Regions from separate parts of the Mus musculus genome. Here region 2 is linked to region 1. Evidence: chromatin contacts called from public HiChIP or PLAC-seq data. All regions are on one chromosome and are shown on one strand. The core of a region is the stretch at or near the end of the contact, and the rest is flanking DNA. Distances in the headings are between cores, read along the strand shown. Region 1 has its middle 26 kb from the start of Gtdc1. Region 2 overlaps Zeb2 (zinc finger E-box binding homeobox 2).

Region 1 (3,430 bases), core at 323-2,822:
GCCTAGTTTCACCTTGAGAACCAAGGTGTCAAGTCCCAGGCCAACAAACAAAACAGAGATGGGAGAATGAGAATGAACTTTGAACCCTAGCATTTGGGCAACTTGGGAGTCATTGAATTTAATAGGAGAGAAAGGCATTTGCACTTTGTTCGGGCAGTAAAACAAAAGAGTAAGGACAAGCTGGAAGGAAAGAATTTGCCAGCAGGCAGATCTATACTTGGGTAGAGAAGGTGCCACATTCCAGGACTGATATTAAAAAGAGGCCAGAGGTGTCTAGACACTCCTGTCTGCTCCTGAACACCTCCCTAGGGAGTGGGGAAACAAAGAAATGCCTGGAAGAGATACAACCGGGTGTACTGTACAGTCAGGCGTGACCTCTTCAATATTTCATTTTACATTTAAAAATTTTAATAGGCCTACTACGGGAATTGTTTAGTAATATTTGGCTCTAGAAAAATGGATCTTGGAAGAAACTTTGCTTTCTTTATTGCCATTGTTTTATACTAGGTGGCATATCACAGTTTTTACACCAATAAAATGTAAATGCAAGTGTTTCAAAAAAAATAAAATGCATTCTTGTAGACAAACAAGTCTCCAGGAAGAGAGCCTAAAGAATTGATTCTGAGTACAGCTTTGATTTGGGGTGATGGGAGGTAGAGGGGTGGGGGGTGGGAGAGAAAACCCAAGAGATAGGAAGCAAAGACTTGAGAGTTGCAAAGAAAGGCTAAGGAGGGGGAAGGCTGTAGGGGTGGGAGGAGATTAGCTGGCACACCTTTTTCCTAAACTCATCCGGTGCAGCCATATTATTTAAACTAGCTCCAAAAAAATAAAAATGGTTTTGATACTTCACACTATAACAGTGAACACATCTCTATGACTGTGTACTGGACATGGGGCCCAGGATATTGTTGTTGTTGTTGTTGTTAATTTGTGCTATAATGCAGGAGATCTACTGTGGGATTTTTAATTCTACTGTGTACTGTTAAAATGATTATAAAAATGACATTCAGGTACAGCAGGCCTTGTGCTTCTTCCATAAAGATTTAAGAAAATAAGCAAACAAAGAATGAACGAGCTGTTATTATTTTACCTGAGTCCCAAAGGCCCAATACTTCCTTTAAATGCATGCCTATGAGCCGCTTGGTTTCAGAATTGTGACTCACAACTGTGGGCAGAGCTTGGCTCTTTGAGTTCTTGCAACAGAGCTTTCAGGTCAGGGGAGTGAAAAAGAAAAGCAAAGGTCAGGGCACAAATACAGGGGGTGGGGAGAAGAGCTGAACTTCAGTGAGAGGTCGGTAAGTCCTTGGATTTGCTCAGTCATCTAGTTTGAGGTGCGTGCTTCTTGCCCGCCTCACCTAAGAGGAAATCACTTTGTTGGAAGTTCCACATGTGAACAAGCAGATGATTTAGCAAACCCTCCCACAGACATTCGAAGATGCTTGTCTTCTTTGTGAGTAAGGTTTTCTTTCCAGCTGTTCTCTTTTTTTGTCAGAGGGCCAGTTCTGCTTCTAGTATTGTTCTGCTTAGGTTGCTGCAAGAGGCAGGGGAAATACAGTCCTGCAGAGGAAGGAAGGGTCAGAGGGCAAAGGAGGCCTGGGGAGGTTGGCTTCAGAAGGACTTGGAAGCACAGAGGAAGAGAGTGGAGTGAGAGATAAGGCAGGAGCTCTCAGGATAAGGGAGGGGGTGGAAAGGGTTCGAGGGAGGAGCATGGACGCAGAAAAGCAAGAAGGAAAAGGTACAAAAGGACCAGAATAAATAGGAGAAAGAAAAGTGGTTTATTTTAGAAGGTGTTACATACCATATGCAAGTATGTATGTAACACTATGCCCTACAAATTTGCGTATCTAAAATAACTTTAAACCATATCCTCTAAAAAGGAAAAACAATTGGAAAATCTGCTTCCTCCAACTTCCACATGAACAATATTTATTGATTCATTTTACAAAATCTATAGATAGATAGATAGATAGTCATTGGCTTCATTTTTTCCTAGATCAAAATATTTTATTTACCATTTAGTCTAATTATATAATTTATGTTTGTTTTAAATATATATACCAATTATAACTCCATGCTCAATTTTATAATAATCATGAAAAATCATTATGTTACATTTCGTAAATTTGCTGGGTAAGTGTGAGGAACAAAGTTCACATTCCCAAAAGCTACATAAATTTGGGATGTGCAGGTAGTCCACTTAAAATTTTAATCTCAGGGAATTACGAGACCAAGCTGGCTAGAAAGAGTAGTGATCTGGGAGCTCTGGGTTTGATTGGTGACCCTGACTCTCATTGAACATGGTGAAAGAACAATGGATGATGATTCCTGCATCAACTTCAGGACACACACACACACACACACACACACACACACACACACACACCTGCGACGAGGGAGGGAGCAAAGTTTTCACCCATGAACATAAAAGAATGATGCTATATGATATAAGTACTGTCTTCACCATCTTGGTCATCATGACTACTGTCATGAGAAAAAAAGATGGAAACATTTTATGGAGCACAAGAAAAGAAAAAACAAACTTAGAGTTTCAGATAAAGGAGCAAATGATGGAACAAAGTTTCTAGTGATAAGGGAAAAGGCTAATATCTATTTTGCCAATATAATGTATGACTGGGGGCACAAACCATACTGTATTCTTTGTGAGCTTAGCCAACTGGAGTAGAAACTCTTAGAGGTACCAAGTTACACAGATGAAAGCATGAATAGCTCCTCTAGAGCAATGTACAGTTAGCAAATCTGAAATGCAATACCCTCATCGTAGAATTACCCATCACCCCTCCATGCCTCTGTCTGACAGTGTAAACTGATTCTGCCAGTCCAAGCTCTCTGTGCTGAGATCATGGTTCACTGCAGGTCCACACACTACAGTTAACAGAAAAGCATTTACAGCTTAGCATTATCTCTCCAACCCAATTTGTTTCTAGTTGCCATTCAATATGTGCTTATGGAGTGCTTCTTATCTCACTAAATACTATTCTAGGCCTTGAGGAATGCACACAAGATGTGGGAAAACAAACAAACAAACAAACAAACAAGAAGCCTCAAATTCATCTGCTTTGAGAGACCAAGCACATTTCCTTAAATGCAACTCTCAAGAAATAGTAAGAAACACTATCAGACAGAAGCAAATTGAGAGGAAAGAAAATATAAGATCATCTTGTTTAGTGATTTTCAAACTGCACTTCCTGAAACCCCGGGGCTTTGTGGCAATACTTCAGGAGTTCCAGAAAGATTGACGTATACTGTGCCAAACACTGAAGATTTAAATGATGTTAGAAGGTTCACTGTGACAATTTTTGTAATAGCAAAAAGTTACAAACAACTAAATGTCTTTCAACAAGGGTCTGCCAAAATACATTATAGGCCCTTCATACAACGAAATACTAAAGAGCTGGCAGTTAAACAAGAA
Region 2 (3,430 bases), core at 444-2,943, 140 kb after region 1:
ATTCACAGGAGTGTCTCTTCGAACATATGTTTGTTACGTGTCTGTTTGGGTTGACCAAAATGCATTTTGCATTTACAGGCTCCTGGTTTCTGGTCTCTATGAACATTTAATCTGCTTCAGAAGAGAAAGGCAGCAAAGAGACAAATATTGTTCATGGTCCCACAAGTTAACAATTTGGGAGCAGGGGAAAGAAAGAGAGTGAAAGAAAGAAGCGCAAACCTTCTCATTTTCTTCTAGAACACCGATCATGAGATTTGGCCTTCGAGCTCTGCTAAGTACCGAGGAGATGCCTCAGATAATTAAGTGCACCCACTCCTCTTTAGGCATCCAATCAGAGTAAGCAAACGTGAACCTAGGCAGGGCTGAGGGGCCCTAGTGGTGGGAGGTGTTCTGAATCTAGACCTTTCCTGCTCCTTCTGGAGTTTCAGGTGCTACTGACATTGGCCCAGGAGGGGCTGGGGTTCCCCAACACTCAAGCTGAAAATCTTTCCCTTTCTCCCAGCCTCTCCCCCTCTCTGTCAGACTCGGCTGCTGTCAGTTTGCTGCCTGTACGTTGGCTGTCTCTTCTCTAGTCTCTACCCTGTGAGTTTCTGGCCTGCCAATTTCAACTTGAAGCTTGACTGGGCTGATTTGATGCAAATACCTCCAGGGAAAACCCTGAAACTGATGAACAGTTATGTCAAGTCGATTTTGCACCATCGGGAAAAGGTAACCTCTGTGAGAAAAAAAAAAACAACAAGGTTAAAGAGACAAGGGCTTTTCACGTGTAATACCTCCGCTGCACAGCTCGCTCACTGTTTACCGTCCCTCAGAAATTGTAACTGTCAGAATTAGTCCTAATTGCAGATGCGAAAGCTGCCATTATAATAAAAACAGAGGCAGTGCAGGCATTAAATGTAGCAGCCTAATTTGTGAGACTACAGAAAAGGTAGAGTAAATGAATATTTCATTACTTTAATTACCAGGGACTACTCCTTTCTTGCTGTCTTATGATAAGTGTTGCTGTAACTAGCAACAGCAAACATCCACTAAAACATAAAGTGCAATAATCGTCCTGCTGTCAGGATCACCACTTTAAAATACGAGCAGGAGAAAAAATATAATGGTTTATCTATTTCTTAGAGATTGCAGAAGTAGAAGACGGAAATTCATTTAACATCGGGGGAAAAAATGCACACACAAAGGCACCAACAAACAGGGTTTAGTCAGAGAATAATGGCTCTAACAGAGAGAAGAGAAATTTCATTGACTATCCATCTGAAATGCTGGCCCTAAAACAATGCTAGGAAGCAAGAAAGTAGTATGTATCGTGTTTGGATGTTTTTAAGGCAACATTTTTTTGTTGTTTCGTGTTGCACGACGCAATCATCTGAACATTAGAAAATGACGCTCAAATCACTGGAGAGAACACATGAGGAAAGGAAGCCGTTTTCTGAGCGATTAAGTAAAAGTGGAGAAGGTTCGAGTTGGCAAAAGTTTAGCTCCAGTTTAGTTTCATTGAAAAAGACCAGATAAAGCCTGCCAGAAAAAGGACTTTGCCTGTAACCCGAATACCGGTTCCTAAGACTTAGGGAGGGGCAATAATCAGTCACCCCTGACACCTCGGAAAAACCTTGCCCACCTCTCTACACTGTCAACTTCAAGTGTGGGGGAGGGGAAGAAGGTGGACCTGGGAGTGGGGGTGTGGCTGAGGAGGTCGCTGAGACTGGTTGAAGCCAGCCTGTCTCTGCATTTATCACTTTGTCCCGGAGGAGGTGTTTGTTCAACATAGCAGTTTGACAGCACAAAAACACTGTGGCCAGGAACCCTATCAAAGAACCTACTGGCACATATCATTTGTGGCCTGGGATTCATGGAGCAAGGCTACCTCACTCTTTATCTGCACAAGTATAAAGTACTATACACCTCTAAGTATTTAGTGTAGCTTAAAGGTCTCCCTCCCCCTTTCTCCTAAACACTATAAACACCACTTTAAAGTATTATCTTCAGTTAGGATTCCAGAATGCTGAGTTTCTTTTCTTTTCTTTTCTTTTCTTTTCTTTTCTTTTCTTTTCTTTTCTTTTCTTTTCTTTTCTTTTCTTTTTTTTTCCTTTCCTTTCCTTTCCTTTCCTTTCCCATAATAACTTGCAATAAATCTAGGATAATCTATATTAAGGTAGGCACTATTTAAGGAAAACAGCTTAAAAGCATAAAGCAAGTAATTTATCCTACACAATACACTTAAGCGTAGATTATTAGATACAAGCAAATTCAGTAAGCCTCGGGTAGCACAGAGAACATCTTTCTCTCCTGAAATCTGACTGCAGAAGTCTACATCAACTCTTCCTATCTATGCTTTTTGTTTAAATGGGTCTCATTTATGGGGTAGGTCTTCTTTAGAGTAAGGCTAAAGAGAAAAAGACCCAGAGTTAGGACCCTAGTATGCATTCGTGTTTGGGTGTATAGGAGTGTGCAGATGGGTTGGATTTAGTTTTCACATTTTTGTTAGCAGAGCAAAGGTGATGGGAAATCTTTAGGGGGTAACCATCTTGCTTCTAGATATTTCTCCCTTAATGGGACTTTTTGTTATGAAAACACAGCCGACTGAGTTCTTTCTATGTAAACCTCACCTCTTACAACTGAGAAATCTCATGATGTGAAACACTTCCATTGATGTGCTTGGGTGTTGAAAATAGAAACAGGTACTTCCAAGAATAGGCCAATTGCAAAGTTTCCTTGATTACAGCTACTTGGATATGCAAGAGAATATAAATACAATTTAAGCTAGCAAGGAGTGAAAGCTGTATGCTGAATTCGTGGATCACGTGGGCACTGGCTGCTTGAAATGTACTCACTTGTATATGAGGGGAACAAAATCTCAGATCTACATAGCATGTTTTAATTTGTTGATTTGTTACCGGTTACTTATCTGGGGGAGAGGGAGTGGCTACTTCCTTGTTAGAAACACTTTTTCTTCTTCTCTAGGATTAATTAAGAAACACGAAACAGTCTGTAAGGAACAAAAACCTGATATTCTTTCATTTAAGCAATGTAGCTATTGCTGGTTTTTATGTGGAATGTGTCTTGTTGTCATGGAAAATCGTTCTGGGTAATTACGTACTCTCAAAAGAAAGAAATCACTTTACTGGAGACTTAGATTCATGCCTTCCTTTAGGTTAAGTTGAGTAAACTGACCAACTCTGTATTCGTTATATGATAGAAGGAATACCTTCATACAAATGAGATGTAAAAAATTAACTTCAAAGAATTCAAGTTAAGAATTCAACCTTTCCCAGTTTATACTACAACAAAAGTAAAAATGATTCCCGGATACACAAAGATGGAGAAGAAGCCCAAAATGGGAGTTATACTAGAATGGATTCTTTGACCTATTGATTGAGAAGTTATCTGAGTAGTAATTTTGTAGTTAAAATAGGAGAAGTAACTCGAA

The links. HiChIP or PLAC-seq counts read pairs in DNA pulled down with a chosen protein or histone mark.
Region 2: an H3K27ac HiChIP or PLAC-seq map of heart atrium shows a contact between it and region 1, with 5 read pairs. The contact joins two enhancer-like sites. A contact is called at or near these places in 3 of 115 datasets of contacts at active chromatin or transcription factors (bone marrow-derived dendritic cells, fetal liver and heart atrium) and 1 of 9 other capture datasets (adipose tissue).

The regions. Positions count from the first base shown.
Region 1 is chr2:44,951,724-44,955,153 of GRCm38.p6, forward strand. No RefSeq gene overlaps it. Among named protein-coding and RNA genes, the nearest start is that of Gtdc1, 26 kb to the left of the region's middle. Within about 2 kb of position 1,573, at least 99 of the 459 cell types and tissues checked have an H3K27ac peak or open chromatin away from gene starts, as enhancers often do. A contact at or near this core is called in heart atrium, where this site is marked.
Region 2 is chr2:45,096,483-45,099,912 of GRCm38.p6, forward strand. The region is part of intron 2 of Zeb2 (zinc finger E-box binding homeobox 2); the gene reads right to left. Among named protein-coding and RNA genes, the nearest start is that of Zeb2os, 13 kb to the right of the region's middle. Within about 2 kb of position 1,694, at least 26 of the 459 cell types and tissues checked have an H3K27ac peak or open chromatin away from gene starts, as enhancers often do. A contact at or near this core is called in heart atrium, where this site is marked.